2 separate regions of the Pan troglodytes genome follow, and region 2 is linked to region 1. A link is a contact called in public HiChIP or PLAC-seq data. All regions are on one chromosome and are shown on one strand. Each heading gives the region's core, a stretch centred on a gene start, on an enhancer-like site or on the middle of the called end of the contact. The rest is flanking DNA. Distances are from core to core; before and after follow the strand shown. Region 1 holds the start of C1H1orf216 (chromosome 1 C1orf216 homolog). Region 2 holds the start of PSMB2 (proteasome 20S subunit beta 2).

The links. HiChIP or PLAC-seq counts read pairs in DNA pulled down with a chosen protein or histone mark.
Region 2: an H3K4me3 HiChIP or PLAC-seq map of stem cell-derived excitatory neurons shows a contact between it and region 1, with 4 times the contacts expected there. The contact joins the promoter of PSMB2 here to the promoter of C1H1orf216 in region 1.

What each region holds. Positions count from the first base shown.
Region 1 is chr1:195,266,574-195,272,682 of NHGRI_mPanTro3-v2.0_pri, reverse strand. It overlaps C1H1orf216 (chromosome 1 C1orf216 homolog), which reads right to left and starts at 2,622. Exons shown (of 2, transcript XM_513309.7): 1 at 1,862-2,622. CLSPN (claspin) reads right to left here. Exons shown (of 26, transcript XM_016959054.4): 26 at 2,562-3,201. The coding sequence ends at 3,142.
Region 2 is chr1:195,343,927-195,350,035 of NHGRI_mPanTro3-v2.0_pri, reverse strand. PSMB2 (proteasome 20S subunit beta 2) reads right to left here and starts at 2,204. Exons shown (of 6, transcript NM_001246389.1): 1 at 2,034-2,204. The coding sequence starts at 2,124.

The DNA of each region.
Region 1 (6,109 bases), core at 1,373-3,872:
TAAAAATACAAAAATTAGCCAGGCATGGTGACAGGCACCTGTAATCCCAGCTATTTGGGAGGCTGAGGCAGGGGAATCACTTGAACCCAGGAGGCAGAGGTTGCAGTGAGCCGAGATTGCGCCACTGCACTCCAGCCTGGGTGACAGAGTGACATCATCCCCCTCCACCACCGCCCCCCCGCCAAAATTCTACACAACCAAACAAGCTCTCCTTCAGTATCCTCAGCAAGATGGCTCTGTACTCCATCCGGAAAGCTGAGAGAATCCTGGGCTCCTCACTATCCTTCCTTCTCCCATCTCATTAATAACCACATTCTGACCATTCTTCCTCTTCCAGGCCATTTCTGCCCTGGATTATTGCCTCGGCCTTTTCACTGATCTCTCTGCCTCCAGTTAAAAATGTAAATTTCACTTGTCACCACTCCTAATGCCCTCCCTGAATTCCTGCTAAACCTCTACCTGGCCTACAACACCCTGTTTGATCTGGCTCCTGCTCACCCCTCCATACCTGCCTCTTGCCACTCTCCCCCTCCCATCATAGCAAACTGCCCAGAGATCTCAAAACATACCATTGTTCTTCTTACAGTATTCCTTTGGCCTACAATATCCTTCCTCTCCCCTCCCCTCAAAGCTCCTCCCTTCTCCACCCAGCAAATTCCTTTTTGTACTTCAAAATTAGCTGTAATATCCCCATGTTTCCATGTCCCCATGTCTCTGAAGCCGTCTTAATACTGCCCCAATCAATATTACATAAACAAGCATGGTTAGTTATGCCTTCCTCTGGGTCCCCACTGCGCTGGGTATACACTGTCTTATCCAACTTTGCATCCGTCCCTGGCATACATGGTCGACGATCAGTGAATGTCTATTCAACTGGCATTTTTGGTTTGTGGTAATGATCTTGTAATAGCAGTTTGTAATCTGGCTTGGACCTCCTGTATATATCCTCCATCATATTCCCCAGAGTCAGCCAGCATAGAGCCCTGAACCAGGCTGTCTGTGCATACAGGTACTTGCTAAGTGAGTGAATGGGAGAAGAGACTGCAGTGAATTTCCATGCTCAGGAATCCACTCTCGACTCCCCAGGGCTGGAAGAGCTGGGTTCTGGAAGAGCTGGGTTTGGTTCCCTTTCCTACCCCAGCCAGGGAGCCCCGCCTTCCCCAGTGACAAGCTTTTCTTCTGAGCCTGCCCCGTTCCCTCCCAATGCCTCTGGAACACGGCCACTATCTTGCGTCCCCGTCCCTAGCTTGCTCCATCCTGAGGCCCTGGAGGGAGGGCATACCACACCACTCTTCTCTCCTCCATAACCTGCTTCTAACCAAAATTAGGGTTTGAACTGACAAAGGGATTCTACTGACCAAACAGCACTGGGATTAGAACAATTGAAGAGCATGAAGAGGAAGGATATTGTAAGTGGAGCCGGCACTGGAAGGCGCTCCATACGTGGCATGGACCCTCCCCACCCCCAGCAATGGGCAGAAGTCCTGGGGAGAAGGGTGTAAGAACAGTTCCTTTCTAATCGCCCTCTAAGCAAGGCTTGTGGGAAGGTGCCTAGAGATCTCCCCTCGCCCCAATTTTTTATTTTTCCTATACTTGGATGGGGCCGTGAAGAAGCTGGGATGGGGTGGGGGTGGCGCTAGGGATCACAGGGTTCTCAGAGATAGTAAAATGGGAACCCCGACACGCCAAGACTAGGTCTCCGCCCAAACAGGAGGCAGCCTCCTTTTCTGGCCTTGCGGGAGTGAGAGACCACCCCAGGAGACAGAGACCATCCTTCCCTAGTCTCCTCGAAGGAGGCCGCTGTGACTCCCCGCTTCCCGCGGCTGGGCCCCAAGCCCCCCCGCCCCCGCCTCGGACTCACGGCGTAGAGGCGCCCGCTCCGGCGCGTCTGGCTCTGGCTCCGCCCGGCCCTGGTGGTGTCTAGTCCCTGGGCTGGGGGTTCCTCGGCCTGGGCGTCTCCGCGGTCCAGGCGTGGGTGCGGGGATCCCGGGCAGCGCGCCCAGCCCCAGGCCCGGACTGCGGAGTCAGGCGGCGTCTGCGCAGCTGGGCGGAGCTGCCGGTCCCACGTGGGCCGGTTCGGTTTTCCGCGGAGCCGCGCGCCAGGCCCCTGCGCCGGAACCGCTTCGCCCCCGCGCGGGGCCGCATTGACCCAGGCCTTCCAGGTCCGGTGCTCTCTCCTATTGGCATTCGCTGGGCCCTTCCCATCAGTTAGCCTCGCTGCAGACACCGTGCCATTTTCAAGTGAAATCTGATTAGTCACCACCTTCCGGCGTTAAACTCCTCAATGGCTTCCCCACCGCCGGGACAAACCCTAAGGCGGCAGCCGCGGGGCTCTGTGCGTCCTGCCCTTCGTCTGCCTCTCCGGCTTCGTCCTCTACCCTCCCTCTCCGCAGTTACCCTCCCGCACGCCCCTTTCCGCCACGCGGCTTTGGCACGCACTGTTCCCTCGGTCTAGCATTCTCTTCCCCCTCTCGACTTACTCCTATTTCAGATCTCTTCTCGGAGAGATCTCTGACTCCCTAGATCACATTCGTTCCCCCCTTTATGTCAGAGCACATTCCTTTTCTTCATAGCATTTATCACAATTTGGAATTATATATTCCTTTTTGTGCTTACTTGACTAAAGTCACTGAGGCCGGGTGCGGTGGCTCACGCCTGTAACCCCAGCACTTTGGGAGGCCGAGGCGGGCGGATAACCTGAGGTCAGGAGTTCGAGACCAGCCTGGCCAACATGGTGAAACCCCACCTTTACTAAAAATACAAAAATTAGCCGGGCTTGGTGTCAGGCGCCTGTAATCCCAGCTACTTGGGAGGCTGAGGCAGGAGAATCGCTTGAACCTGGGAGGTGGAGGTTGCAGTGAGCCAAGACTGCACCACTGCACTCCAGTCTGGGCAACAGAGTGGGACTCCATCTCAAAAAAAAAAAAAAAGAGAGAGAGAGAGAGAGAAAGAAGATCCAAGCCTGGGACAGGGCTCAGGGCTGATGTCCTGTACCCAGGACGGGGGCTCTCTGCAGGACACAGAGCCCACCCATGATGCCGTGAAGTGGGTACCAGTGCTTTTGCCCAGGTGAGGAGGAACAGCGTGATAAAAAAGGGTCTTGGGTTCCAAACTCCAGTGGATTCTTCTCAGAGCTCCACTCTACTGAAGCTTGATCCCCCTCACTCTTTTGCATCCTGGGGAAATGTGAAGTTGGGGGCCCTGTTTGGAATAAAAGAGAACAGAGTTCAGTAATTGCTGACCCTAATATATGAGGTGCCCTCTTCCAGTTTCAATTTGATTCCAAGTCACCATTCTGCAACCTAGAGACTAATTGGCAAATTAAATCACACCAAGAAATCCTATATGCAAAAAGAGAAAACGGAAAAGAAATTTTTATGATTATGATGACTATTTTAAGAGGGAAAAGGAAATAAGGAGAAGGCAGAAGTAATTCAAACTTTGCACACTCCTCCAGCTAAGAAAATACAGGTGGAGACGTCAGCCCCATTTCTACATCAGATCCTGTGGCCTAAGTCTTCTCCCTTCCCTTATCCACTTCAGGTTCCCCTGGCCTTCAGCCTGGGGTGACCCAAATCCTCACTTTTTTTTTTTTTGAGATGGAGTCTCGCTCTGTCGCCTAGGCTGGAGTGCAGTGGCGCAATCTCGGCTCACCGCAACCTCCACCTCTCGGGTTCAAGAGATTCTCCTGCCTCAGCCTCCTGAGTAGCTGGGATTACAGGTGCATGCATCACGTCAGCTAATTTTTGTATTTTTAGTAAAGATGGGGTTTCACCATGTTGGTCAGGTTGGTCTTGATCTCCTGACCTTGTGATCCACCCACCTCGGCCTCCCAAAGTGCTGGGATTACAGGCGTGAGCCACCATGCCTGGCCCAAATCCTCACTCCTAAAGGCTCTCAGCTTTGGTGATCTAGGGTTATGCAGTTCTGCCCAGACCACAGAGCCATAAAGTCATCAATTGTTTGTTCTGCCCAGAATAGCCCTTCTCCGCCTCTCTTTGGACTCTGTCTCTCCCAGCTTGACCATGTGGGTCAAATGAAAGCCTGAAGAATCCAAGGATAGGAGTTCCACTCCAGGTGAGCCAGTCAGAGTCCTTCTCTGGGATCTTCTGAAACGAAATTAAAGGAAGACGAGGCAGGGAAGAAACAGAGATGAGAGACAGAAGTTCTGATAATGTTGCAGACCCTGTTTCCTGCATCTAAACTTATAGTTTTGTATGCCTTATTTTGCCAAGCCTAACTTGAGTGGAATTTCTTTCACCGACAATCGAAAGAATGCTGATTAATACAATAGCACAAGGTGGTGACCCCAGGGTCTCTGGGTTCCACTCACGCATCTCTCAACACTTATTAAGTAACAGTAACTCCCTTTCTCCTTGATAGCCATGATCAGTCCAGTCTACACTGAGACCACCCCCTTCTCCTATTCCTCTAGTGCTACCAGGAGCCGAAATCCCAGGGAATCATCTTTGTGTTTCTTGGTTAGAAACATTCCTCCCATGATGCTATCACCATGTTTTTTTTTTTTTTTTTCCCAAGACAGAGTTTCACTCTGTCACCCAGGCTGGAGTGCAGTGGCGCGATCTCAGCTCACTGCAACCTCCGCCTCCCAGGTTCAAGTCATTCTCCTGCCTCAGCCTCCCGAGTAGCTGGGGTTACAGGCGCGTGCCACCACACCCGGCTAATTTTTGTATTTTTAGTAAAGACAGGGTTTCACCATGTTGGTCAGGCTGATTTCAAATTCCTGACCTCAAATGATCCGCCCGCCTTGACCTCCCAAAGTGCTGGGATTACAGGTGTGAGCCACTGTGCCTGGCTGATGCTATCACCTTCTGACGTGCAATACCCAGAATCTCAGAGACAGGAAGAAAACTCTTAGTCCTTAGGTAAATCATATAAGGTGCCACAACCACCGCTACCTCTTCTTCTTATGCATTCTGGCCACAAAGGACAAAGCATTATATACATTGATTTAAAGCCTATATTGGGCCTGGTGTGGTGGCTCACACCTGTAATCCCAGCACTTTGGGAGGCCGAGGCAGGCGGATCACTTGAGGCTGGGAATTCGAGACAAGCTTGGCCAACATGATGAAACCCCGTTTCTACTAAAAATACAAAAATTAGCCAGGCATGGTGGTGCGCGTCTGTAATCCCAGCTATTCAGGAGGCTGAAGCAGGAGAATCGCTTGAACCCAAGAGGCAGAGATTGCAGTGAGCCAAGATCGCGCCACTGCACTCCAGCCTGGGCGATAGAGTAAGACCCTGTCTCAAAAAAATAAAAATAAAAATAAAATAAATAAAGCCTATATCGTGCTCTACAGGGCAGCACCCCAGCCTGGATAGCTGAGTCATCAATTCCATTGTTCTAAAAAGCTAGTTATTCCTTTTTTTTTTTTTTTTTTTTTTGAGATGGAGTCTCTCTCTGTCACCCAGGCTAGAGTGCAGTGGCATAGTCTTGGCTCACTACAACCTCCACCTCCTGGGTTCAAGCAATTCTCCTGCCTCAGCCTCCTGAGTAGCTGGGACTACAGGCGCCTGCCACCTGGTGAATGTTTGTATCTTTAGTAGAGGCAGGGTTTCACCATGTTGACCAGGCTGGTCTCAAACTCCTGACATCAGGTGATCTGCCCACCTTGGCCTCCCAAAGTGCTAGGATTACAGGCGTGAGCCACCACACCTGGCCTAAAGCTAGTTATTCCTAAATAATACAATACCTGCTAAGTCAAGTGAATTCATTTGAAGGAAATCAGATTGTAGCCTCTTTCTTTTTTTTTTCCCTGAGACGGAGTCTTACTCTGTTGCCCAGGCTGGAGTACAGTGGTGCAATCTCCATTCATTGCAACGTCCGCCTCCCAGGATCAAGTGATTCTCATGCCTCAGCCTCCCGAGTAGCTGAGACTACAGGCGTGTGCCACTGCACCCGGCTAATTTTTGTATTTCTAATAGAGACAGGGTTTCACTATGTTGGCCAGGCTGGTCTCAAATTCCTGGCCTCAAGTGATCTGCCCACCTCGGCCTCCCAAAGTGTTGGGATTACAGGCGTGAGCCACCATACCCAGCCTGTAGCCAGTTTTGTTAATCAAGGGCAGTGTTGTATGGAATACTCTAG
Region 2 (6,109 bases), core at 955-3,454, 78 kb before region 1:
CACTCCAGCCTGGGTGACAGAGCGAGACTCTGTCTCAAAAATAAATAAATAAAATAAATAAAAAAGTCATCATACAATACTAATTTCTATTATAATTTTTTTATACCAGAAAAGACTATAGGGAAAATTGGAATGTGCAGAGTGCAACTATTTCCAATTATTTTTCAAGAACTAACTCAAATTCATCTTTCTCCCATACCATAGTTATCTTTCTTTTATTACTCTTAGGATTTGCTCTTGAACTCATTAATTTAAAAACCAACCTACTACTAACTAGTAATACTTCTTTTATTATATAAAATCATCTTGCAGCATTTATTTCCTTGTCTTCTTAATGTCTTGGACTCTTCTATGGGTTATAAGTAATATACTGCATCCCCTATAATGACTAAAAGTACTGTGTACATAAGTAGGCTTAAAGCACATTCTACTTTTCAATGTGATTTCACATACATTTGGGATGAAACAAAAGACCTGTAAAGGTAATGATTATTGTTCTACCTAGACATGACTTAATGCTAAAATCACTTGCTTGTCAAAGACCTTAGTATTCAAAATAATGAACAAATTTACTCTCAAAACAAATTCACTCCTTTGGAAGGACTGGCTTACAAACAAAACTTCTACAAACTAATCATAGAATTTCATAAAGTATAAGGTGCTATGTTAAGTGATTTACATTAATTCATTAACCTTTTGAGATAGGTGCTATTACATTACCACCTTATAGATGTTAGCTCTAGGGCACGGAGTTAGAGAAATTTGCTTAAGGTCACAAGTGGCAGAACCTGGGTTCAACCTATGCAGTGAGTCCAGACATTTTGCCCCTAAGTACTATACTATACTATACTATACTATACTATACTATACTATACTATACCATACCATACCATACTATCTCTCTATACTAAATTACTCAATACATAATTTTAAGAAGATTTTGGTTGTTTTTCTGCAGAATCTAAGTTTGTTTTCCTTAACTGATCAAAGACGTGCTACTGTTGAAAAAGTATTAAGCTTTGGTTCAGATGACTTAATGTTCATTTGACAAATATGTTTGGGCACCTACGTACACTTAGTATTATTAAGTACCTGCCTAGTGCTAAGGATTTGCACATAGCTCATTTACTCAATCCTCCCGACAAGTTTGTGAGTTTGGTATTGCTAATCTTAAAGATGAGGAAATCTGGGCACTGCGAAATAACTTATACAAACTCATAAAGCAAATAAATGACAGGGCTCCAATCTCTTAACTCCATTAACTACTTAAATATAAGGAAAACCTGGCAGCCATTGCTCTGGAAAACTGGAAAAGAAGAATCGGGAGCCACGGGAAGAAGGAAAATGCCAAGCTTCTGGTCCCACAGTCTCACTCTCCCCAGGATCCCACCTTATGCCGCCAACAAACTAACCTCATTACTAGCGACACCAGGAAACTTATCAGAGATTCGGGGATCTAGAGAGCCAGGCTCTGGGCAGGCGCTTAAACATTTATAAACTGATTCCCTTTAGGCAACTCTCACCAAGCAAGAAGCATTTAGCGAAGGCCAGAGCAGAGCACTGACCCAGGAGCCCTGGAGGAGCAAATGCCAAGGTCCCAGACCTGTCTGCCTGTTTCGCCTGTAATCCCAGCACTTTGGAAGGCCGAGACGGGCGGATCTCCTGAGGTCGGGAGTTCGAGACCAGCCTGACCAATATGGAGAAATCCACATCTCTACTAATAATACAAAAATTAGCCAGGCGTGGTGGCGCATATCTGTTCCCAGCTACTCGGGAGGCTGAGGCACGAGAATCGCTTGAACCCGGGAGACAGAGACTGTGCTAAGCCGAGATCGCGCCATTGCACTCCGGCCTGGACAACAAGAGCGAAACCCCATCTCGAAAAAAAAAAATAAGTAAATAAAATAAGTACGGGCAGGGCAGGCCGGCTTCCATCTCTCAGATCCTCCCTGGTACTTATTCAACCCCCGACAAACTCCTTCTGGCCGCTCCTACACCCCAGGCCTGGCCGGGCCTCCCCTGCTTCCTCTCACCGTCCTTCATCTGGACAATATTGCTGGCGGCCACCCGGTCGGAGGCGACAAGAACATAGTCGGGGCCTTGGATACCAATGAGGTACTCCATGGTGGCGGAAGGCCAGGGGCTGCAGGTCCGACACAGCGCGAGACTCGCCCGCTTCCAGGTCTCACCGGTGAGACAGCACCTCAGAGCGAAGATTGGCTCGACGCCTGCAGCACAACTTCCACGGCGCTCTCGGATGACGTACAACTGTCGCGAGAGGTTGCAAAGCGGGCGCGGCAACGGGTGCTTTATGTTCAGTGCTTGTCTCTGGGATCGTACCGGTCTCCTCCGGAGCAGGCTGTGCAGGTCTTGCCTTATGTGACGCCCAGTTTCTCTGTCTACACACTAAGATTTTAAAAGTCGCTTTAGGATAAAATCACGCAGTGTATGTAAGGTGCCGAGCACGTGTGGGTGTCAAAAAGGGGTAGGTCGCCAGGCAGCCGTTTCCCTACGTTGCTCGGTAAAATCTCCCCAGAAACCCCTTTCCTGCAAGCCAGATTGGAGAAAAATTAACTTGAGGGGAGCCTTACTTCCATCCTTCACAAAAATAGTATATGGTTGGATTAAAGATATAAGCATGGCCGGGCGCAGTGGCTCACGCCTGTAATCCCAGCACTTTGGGAGGCCAAGGCGGGCGGATCACCTGAGCTTGGGAGTTCGAGACCAGCCTGACCAACATGGAGAAACCCCGTCTCTACTAAAAATACAAAATTAGCGGGCGTGGTGGCGCATGCCTGTAGTCCCAGCTACTCTGGAGGCTGAGACAGAGAATCGCTTGATCCCTGGAGGCGGAGGTTGCGGTGAGCCGAGATCGCGCCATTGCACTCCAGCCTGGGCAATAAAAGCGAAACTCCGCCTCAAAAAAAAAAAAAAAAAAAAAAAAAGAGAGAGAGAGAGATACAAACATGGAAGAAAGAGTAGAAAAATATTTCTGTAATTTTTGGAAGAGATGTGTTTCGAAGCTTGACAGGGAACCCAGAAGCAATATGAGAAAAGACTTGACAGATTTGACTACATAAAATTACAAGTCTCTATGTGGTGAAAGTCATTATCATGCTCAACAGTAAATGTAAATTGGGAATGTTTCAATTGTAGAAATAGTTACTATTTTGGACCTTATAGACAGAAGAAAGGAAAAAGTTAATATCTATAACTTAAAAGATATTCCTACAAACCAATGGGAGGGGGGCCGGGTGAGACAATATCATTTTTAAAAGACCCGGCAGGGCACGGGGGCGGATCAAGAGGTCGGGAGTTCGAGAACAGCCTGGCCAATATGGTGAAACCCTGTCCCTACTAAAAATACAAAAAATTAGCTGGGTGTGGTGGCAGGCGCCTATACTACTCTGGAGGCTGAAGCAGGAGAATTGCTTGAACCTAGGAGGCGGAGATTGCAGTGAGCCGAGATAGCGCCCCTGCACTCCAGCCTGTGCAACAGAGAGACTCCATCTCAAAAATAAAAATAAAAATAAAAAAAGACCAAAGACTAAGAAAAACAATGCACAAAAGAAGCAACACGAATGGCCAATAAACATGAAAAGATCCTCAACCTTGATGGTAATTAGGAAAATGGGAAATAAGAAACAATGAGAAAGTATAAATTGGGGGTAAGGTTCTAAGTTGTACAACCTTTTTATAGAGAAAAATTTTAATATCTGTTAAATATGAATAACCTTTTGAATATGTCCAAAAGAAATGTTTGTACACACAGTCCAAATATTTATGTACAGAGATACTCAGTGTTGCCAGGCGCAGTGGCTCACGCCAGTAATCCTAGCACTTTGGGAGGCCAAGACGAGCGGATCACGAGTTCAGGAGTTCGAGACCAGCCTGGCCAACATGGTGAAACCCCGTCTCTACTAAAAATACCAAAATTAGCTGGGCATGGTGGTGCGGCACCTGTAATCCCAGCTACTGGGGAGGCTGAGGCAAGAGAATCGCTTGAACCCAGGAGGCAGAGGTTGCAGTGAGCCAAGATCACACCATTACACTCCAGCCTGGGCAACAGAGCAAGACTGTCTCAAAAAAAAAAAAAAAAAGAGAGAGATATTTAGTGTTGCAGCACTACAACACAAAAGAGGACCAATTTACGTGTCTAAAAGTGGAGACATTGTTGGGCCGGGTGTGGTGGCTCATGCCTGTAATCCCATCACTTTGGGAGGCCAAGGTAGGTGGATCACGTGAGGTGAGGAGTTCGAGACCAGCCTGACCAACATGGTGAAACCCGGTCTCTACTAAATACAAAAAATTAGCCGGGCAAGGGGGCAGGCATCTGTAATCCCAGCCACTCAAGAGGCTGAGGCAGGAGAATCGCTTGAACCTGGGAGGCGGAGGTTACAGTGAGCTGAGATCGTGCCACTGCACTCCAGTCTGGGCAACAAGGGCAAAACTCTGTCTCAAAAAAAAAAAAAATGTAGTACAGTCACAGTGGAATATTGTGCACCCATAAAAAGAATGAGATGAAAATAAATATACCTATATATTCCATGGCCCAAGATACATTAAGTGAAAGTAAAAATCCTTTTTTATATGTAGCCTGATGCCATTTTGTTTAACTATGAATATTTGAATATGAATGGAAATACCTGTAAATACCTATTTACAGGTATTCTAGTGTCAAATTATTTGCAGTTATTACCCTGGTGAGTGTAATTTGAAGGGAGAACTTTCACTTTTTATTTTATACACATGGGTATTGTTTGAATGTTTTACAGTGCTCATGTACTATTTGTATTTTTTCTAATAGAAAAAAAAACAGCCATCCCTTTATATCTTGAAGCAATTCTGAAAAAAAGGTGAAATATTTCTTGATTGGGTTTCTGACATCCACAACTGAGTCTTCATACTAGCTTATTGAGAAATGGGAAACGAGTTGCAGTTGTATCTCCAAACACAACTATGCAATTCGTTTGTCTCTGCAGAAATTGTAATACTTACTTTATTCTGAATGTTTCTTCCAGCTCCCTGCTCATAAAGGAACACAGAGCCTGAGGAGTTTGAGGCAGCCTATCAATCATGGGATGGATGCCAGGGGCAAGTGAGGTCATTAAGTCAACCATCCACTATGAACACAGCTGCATCCATCACTCTAGAAAGATTGTTTTCTTAAATACCACTTGGAGGGGGTAGGTCTCTCTCTCTCTCTCTCATTCTCATTGTGTGTGTTTGTGTGTTTTTTTAATTGCAAAAAGTACATAGTTATACTATATATACACACATACACAAACAATATAGAAGAAACAAAGAGTTAAATACCTTTCCTTCCGCCAAAGGTAACCACCCACTGAATGTCTGTATCCTTCCAGACTTTTCCTTTGTACATACCAATATTCATTCATTCACAAACGCTGCAGATTTCTGAATTGGAAGATCCACAGTATTTTTATTATTTTTTTAAGGACTATCTTTTAAGCTGATTCATCCTTCTTTCTTTCCAGGCTTATTTATTTATTTATTTATTTTGAGACAAAATCCTGGGTTCAAGTGATCCTCCTGCCTCAGCCTCCCAAGTAGCTGCACTACAGTCACATGACACCACACCCAGCTCTCCCTAGGACTTTTTGAAATCTGCTTTAGCTAAGTAGCACTAGAGCTGCCCTCACTTCTTGTTAGTATAGAAGAAAGTAGGTTTTCAAGACCTACCTTGTGCTGTGTCACTCTCCTCCAACTAAAGTCTTAGAATAACTGAGTCTTAGAATTAGAAGTCTGTGGAGGTTCACAGAAGTAGCATAATGTAGCCAAAATATTTACAGATAGTAAATATTTTTGGCTTTGCAGGTCATACTTTCTCTGTAACAACTACTAACAACTAACAACTGCCATTACAGTGAGAAAGCAGTCATAGACAATATATAAACAAGAGAGCATGGCTGTTTTCCAATAAAACTTTGCTTAAAAAACAGGTAGGGGAAGGGGGAAGGTGGGCTTGGCTCATGGACTATAGTCTGCCTCCCTGATATAGTGGAAGGCCTGTAAGTCAACACCCAAGTGTGGTCCCAGCTTTACCTTTTTCAGCCTTGTTGCAAAATTCGTTTAGCCTCCCTGAGCC